Regions from separate parts of the Hordeum vulgare genome. Here region 2 is linked to region 1. Evidence: chromatin contacts called from public Hi-C data. All regions are on one chromosome and are shown on one strand. The core of a region is the stretch at or near the end of the contact, and the rest is flanking DNA. Distances in the headings are between cores, read along the strand shown. Region 1 holds the start of LOC123399057 (pentatricopeptide repeat-containing protein At5g48910-like). Region 2 holds the start of LOC123396077 (basic leucine zipper 43-like).

Region 1 (2,867 bases), core at 208-2,707:
TTCCCTCTCATTCTTTTTTAATGGTAGTAGATGGAACCACCACGCCAAGCAACAAGATGACCTTCATTTGAACCCTTCCTTTCCTTTATTCTACCCCTTCCGTTTTCTCTTTCTTTCATTTTTTTTCGTTTGGCTTTTTCCTTTTTCTTTTCTATTTTTCGTTTTTCTTCTTACTGGGTCAATAAATTATCTTGCAAATACTCGAACTTTTTCGTCAAATCTTTGAAAAGTTTCAAATTCAATGAAGTTTTTTCAATTTGAAGAACTTTAAAAATTTTGTTTAATTTTTATTTAAAATCCTTTTTTTTCATTTTTATGAACTATTTTCAAATCTATGAAACTATTTTCCAAATCTGTTGAACTTTTTATCAAAATCGATGAACTTTTTTTTGGATCCGATGAACCTATTCTCCATATCCGTTGAACTTTTTTCAAAATCGATGAACTTTTTTTTGGATCCGCTGAACTTTTTGCAAAATCGATGAATTTGTTTTGGATCTGATGAACTATTTCTAATTATGATGAAATTTTGTCAAATTTGATGAACTTTTTTTCAAAATCTATGAACCTTTTTCAAATTGAATGAACCTTTTCAAATTGGATGAACTATTTAAAAAATTTGAAGAACTTTTTTCAGTTTTGTGAACTTTTTTTAAAATTGATGAAATATTTTTCAAAATCTATGAACCTTTTTCAAATTGAATGAACTATTTCAAAAAATGATGATTTTTTTAAAATTGATGAACTGTTTTTTCAAATTTTATGAATACTTTCCAATTTTTGTGAAATACTCCCTCCGTCCCAAAATAAGTGACTCAAAAGTGACTCTAATTTACATTAACTTTAGTACAAAACTGAGTTATTTTTGAGTCACTTATTTTGGGACGGAGGAAGTACTTTTTAAAATTGATGAACTTTTTTCAAATCCGATGAACTTTTTTCAATTTTTGTTAAATTTTTTAAAATACGATCAACTTTTTAAGAGTAGATGGACTCTTTCCTAAACTTATGAAGTATTTTTAAATTTGATGAACTTATTTTTTTCAAATATGAAGAACTCTTTTAAAAACCGATGAACCTTTTTTTAACGCCGATGAGCCGTTTTCATTTCCACGAACCTTTTCCAATTTGTATGAAACTCCTTCTCAAATTCGTGTCTGTTTTCATTATCTTTTAGAATTATTTTCTTAATTTATACTTTCTTTTGAAAATAATATATATCGTGTCTTGCTTGCGGTCAACGAAAATTAGCTCTACTATGGCGCTGAAGGCGCTGTACAGGAGGTCCCCCGAATGGAACCCCGCAGGGTCGCTTAAGGCGAAAAATAGTCGCTGCGTTGGGCCTACCCGCTGTACAAATATGGTAAAGGCTAGGCCCAGTATGATTACTTGTAGGGTCCAATACGATGAGTGAGAGATCAAGCTACTGTAGGGTCCAATAGAATTCTACAGCCGAAAAAGGGTTTGCACATTTGCACGGGCCAAAATCCCATTTCGACCTCATCCACGACGCGGCGCACCCGCCGCTCGCCGGCGCACGACGCTCGTGTTCAGTGTTCACCGCCCTCGCCGGCCGTGGCACGCTCGCTGCACGCCGCTTGCTCCTCCTCCACGTTCGCTGCCACACGTGATGCCTCCTCCCACCGTCCCCTTCTTCCTCACCTCCACCACGCTCGCCACCGCCGCGAAACCGCAACGGCAGCAGCCACCGGCGCAACCGCAACCGCAGTCATGCGGCGCCCAAACCCCAGCCGATTCCCTCGCCGCGTCGTACACCGCGCGCATGCGTCTCAACCCCCACCTTGCGCTTCGCCTGTTCGACCACCTGCTCCGCTCCGGCGCCGACCCGGACCCCATAGCCTACGCGCTCGCCTTGGCCCGCTGCGCGCGGGAGCGGGCCTACCCTGCCGCCGCACAGCTCCACGGGCACGCCGCCAAACGTGGGGCCGCGTCCCACCGCCGCGTGCGCAATGGGCTCATCCACGCCTACTCCGTCTGCGGGATGCTTTTTGACGCGCGCAAGGTGTTCGACCACGGGCCCGAGGTTGACATGATCGCCTGGAACTGCCTGCTGCGAGGGTACGCGCAGGGCAGGGACACAGGAGCACTCCGGGAGTTCTTCGCGCAGATGCCAGCCCGAGACTCGGTCTCTTGGAACACGGTCATTGCATGGTGTGTTGCGAATGGGGAGCATGAGGAGGCAGTTGCGGTGTTCCGGGAGATGCTGGCAAGCAATGAGTGCCAGCCTGATAGGGTGACATTGGTGAGCGTAATCTCGGCAATCGCGTACTTGGGAGCACTTGCGCAGGGGCTCTGGGCACATGCATATGTTTGCAGGAAAGAGATTGAGGTCGATGAGAAGTTGAGCTCTGCTCTAATAAACATGTACTCCAAGTGTGGTTTCATTGAGGGTGCAGTTTATGTGTTTGAAAATTCGTGTGCGCTGAGGAGCGTGGATACTTGGAATGCTATGTTAGCTGGTTTCACAGCAAGTGGCTGTAGTGAAAGAGCTTTGGAGCTTTTTACTAGAATGGAGTCATCTGGGTTTGTGCCTAACAAAATCACGTTTAACACTTTACTGAATGCTTGCAGCCACGGGGGGTTTGTTGAGGAAGGTATTGGTTATTTTGAGAGAATGACAAATTCGTCTAGTATTGAGCCTGACATTGCCCACTATGGTTGTATGGTGGATCTGTTTTGCCGCGCCGGGCTGTTTGAGAAGGCAGAGGAGATGATTCAGATGATGCCAATGGAGCCAGATGCTGCTGTGTGGAAGGCCCTAGTTGGTGCCTGTAGAACTTACAGCAACTTCGAGTTGGGAAAGAAGGCAGGTCACAGGCTTATTGAGGCTGCACCGAATGATCATG
Region 2 (2,867 bases), core at 186-2,685, 200 kb before region 1:
GTTTGTCTCAGACTCTCAGACACACAGTTACTGAATTCTTTGGGGATCAAATTCAAGTTAACATGAATTAATCCAAACAATCTGGTCCCCTGTTTTTTCATGGGAATACAGCTTTGCTGCAAGTACAGGCCAGTAGTCCACTCGCCAGTCACCACATCATTATCAGCGGAAAGCGCCTTTTTTTTCTTTTCTATGGAAAAAACCAATGGTATGTGTGGTTTCTCATTCCACACTGGTTTCCAGCGGTTTCTTGTTTCATCGTCCGTGTGATCGATCATGTTGCATTATAGATTGTCCACTGATGGCAACTCGTCAGTAACACCCAATCCATATTCATCTAGCCACTGGCACTTTGCCAAAAAAGATGACAGTAATGTGCAGTAGTAGTAGTATATACGTACGTAGCTAGTTAAGGGTATGCATTATTACCCCCAGTCTTAATAATAAAATTAAGAAACGATTAAGCCGATCAGACCCCCTCAACGCACGCCTTATTTGGGTATACTACTACTAATGATGATAATCAACGATCCTGGTAGTTAACTTAAATAAAACGAGAAGATAAGAATGGTTTATTCAGCAGCAGCAGCGGTGGTGGTGGTGGTGTTTTTCTCGCATGGCTCTGAGGAGGCGTTGCTGCTCTGTTGTGCGTGCCGCATGAGCTGCTGGAGCCTGGCCTCCAGCTCGGCCTTCTCGGCGCCGAGCCGGTCGTTGTCGCGGCGCACGTCGCCGCAGCTCCTCATTGCGCGGTTGAGCTCGTCGAGGAGGCGGCGGTTGGCGCCGCGGAGGTGGGCGACCCGCGCCCAGAGCTCGCTGAGCTGCCGCTGCTTGCGCATGCGCGACCGCCTCGCCGACTCCCGGTTGGACACCATCCTCCGCCGCCTCCGCTCCTCCTCCGCCGCCGAAGCCAGCACCTGGCCATGGGCGCCATCAGCCCCGCCCGAACCCGGCGGGCTGTTATGGCCGCCGATGGCAGCCAGCGCTTCCTGCAGGATAGGCTCGTCCTCCACATACTCGTAGGCGGCCGGTGAGAAGTGGAAGGAGGGAGGGGGCGCCATGCCGGGGTGGTTATAGTGGGTGTGGAACGGCGGGTTCGGAGGCGAGAGGCAGTGCAGGCTGGCCACCTCGCCATGGTGGTAATGGTGCAGCATGGCCGCTCGATCGGTGGAGGGTGGAGAGAGCTGGGCTTAGGAGGCAGCAAGTAGACGATCGTGGCTCGGGCTGGGCGTGCTGCTGCTTAGCTTAACTAGCTCTGGGTGAGCGGAGGAGGCAATGGCCGGGTTGGTGCGAGGGCCTTCCTTTTATAGCCAAGGCGGCTCTGCCTGCTGGCCTTGCCTCAGGCCAGAGGGAGAAGCCATCTTCTCTGTCCATTCCATTGTTTTCTCTAGAGTTTCGTCGTGGCTTTCGCCTTGTCGATTTGGTACATGGCCATGAGGCGCACACACCTTTCTCCTTTCGGGGCCAACTATATCCAGAACAATGCCATGCCCGCCATAAACTAATCCTCCATCAGTTAGCCTTTGCTTTCCCAAGAGAACATTTTTACTTCCTTTCTTTCCTTCCTCTTTGCTTGCACATTCCATGACTTGACTTGCCTTGCCTAGGGTGATTATTTTTCTCCAATTGTTATTCCAGTTAATCCATGCCAAACCTTGCTTTAATTTATTTTTCATCAATCAGTGCCCCAACTAGATGCTCGGTCGGCCTCTAGCCTTTTCTCCTCGCTCGCATTAGTTTAGCCTAGAGACAGAATTAAACTCTTGTGCCCGGTTAGAGTGGCATGAGATCGATCCACCACAGGGACATGACAGCTGCTTGATGGGTGATGATGGACATCAGGACATGTAGCCACCGTGTGAGAATAAATGAACACAAATAGTTAGGCCACTAGAGAGCCAGTCAAGTAGATCAGCTCGGGCTTTAGTGTTATATACAATGTCTCGGACCTTGCAAGTTCGACACCTATGACTGTGAGTTTGTTCGGGAATCGCAAGTCCTTTGATTAGTAAACCCAACTTTGGATCACTGGCATGGTGTCGCACCTACGAGGAAGGATGCACGCATGGTGGTTCTGCATCTCATTTCCGAAAGGAAAAGCAAAGCTAGATCTTGATTGGATGTGTCATATACCTTAGGCATATTCAGGAGGGACGCCATAGCACACTAGAGCTTATTTCGACAGGGAAGGGCTAGGCTCAATCCCTCTCCCTATGGACCATAAGGCATGATGTAAGCCGAAATTCCCTGTCTTTATCTGAAGGGATTGAGTTAGGTACTACTCCCTCCGTTCCTAAATGTAAGTCTTTTAAGAGGTTTCACTAGGAGACTACATACGGATGTATATATACACTGATTGAGTTAGGTACTACTATAAATACTAACACAATTTAGTTGTATCATTTTATTTTGATATGGAGGGAGTAGTGCATATGTACACACTTTATTCTAGTAACTCTTGAGGCAGCAAAATCGATAACAAATCAACTGTTTAAAGGGATTTTCCAAATCCATTAACACAAACTAGCAACATGGTGGATGAGATGCATATCATATACGCCTTTCAGCTCTGCTTATCTTTAATTTTTTGGGAATGAAAGATTGATACAGGGAATGTGGCCCCACAAACCTTTAGTTGACAACTAAAACACATAGAAAATCAAGTTAAACAGGAGAAGATGCCTCCATCACACCTTTATTTGACAACTAACAACAATTCCACGAGGAAAAGGAACAAAATAAAATGAAAAATAACAACGACATGGCAACCAAATCAAGGAAATAGACTCATGGGGTTTTTCAAAAGAGAATTATTATAGCTCCGCAGTCGACTTAGAAATGGATTTTTCTGCGTATACCAGCCTGATCAA

Evidence for each region. Hi-C and Micro-C count contacts between places; a contact is called where the count stands out from the background.
Region 2: a Hi-C map of leaf shows a contact between it and region 1, with 3 times the contacts expected there. The contact joins the promoter of LOC123396077 here to the promoter of LOC123399057 in region 1. A contact is called at or near these places in 3 of 6 Hi-C or Micro-C datasets (leaf and seedling).

The regions. Positions count from the first base shown.
Region 1 is chr5H:470,138,550-470,141,416 of MorexV3_pseudomolecules_assembly, reverse strand. LOC123399057 (pentatricopeptide repeat-containing protein At5g48910-like) reads left to right here and starts at 1,457. Exons shown (of 1, transcript XM_045093484.1): 1 at 1,457-2,867. The coding sequence starts at 1,631.
Region 2 is chr5H:470,334,840-470,337,706 of MorexV3_pseudomolecules_assembly, reverse strand. LOC123396077 (basic leucine zipper 43-like) reads right to left here and starts at 1,435. Exons shown (of 1, transcript XM_045091107.1): 1 at 1-1,435. The coding sequence starts at 1,151. The coding sequence ends at 573.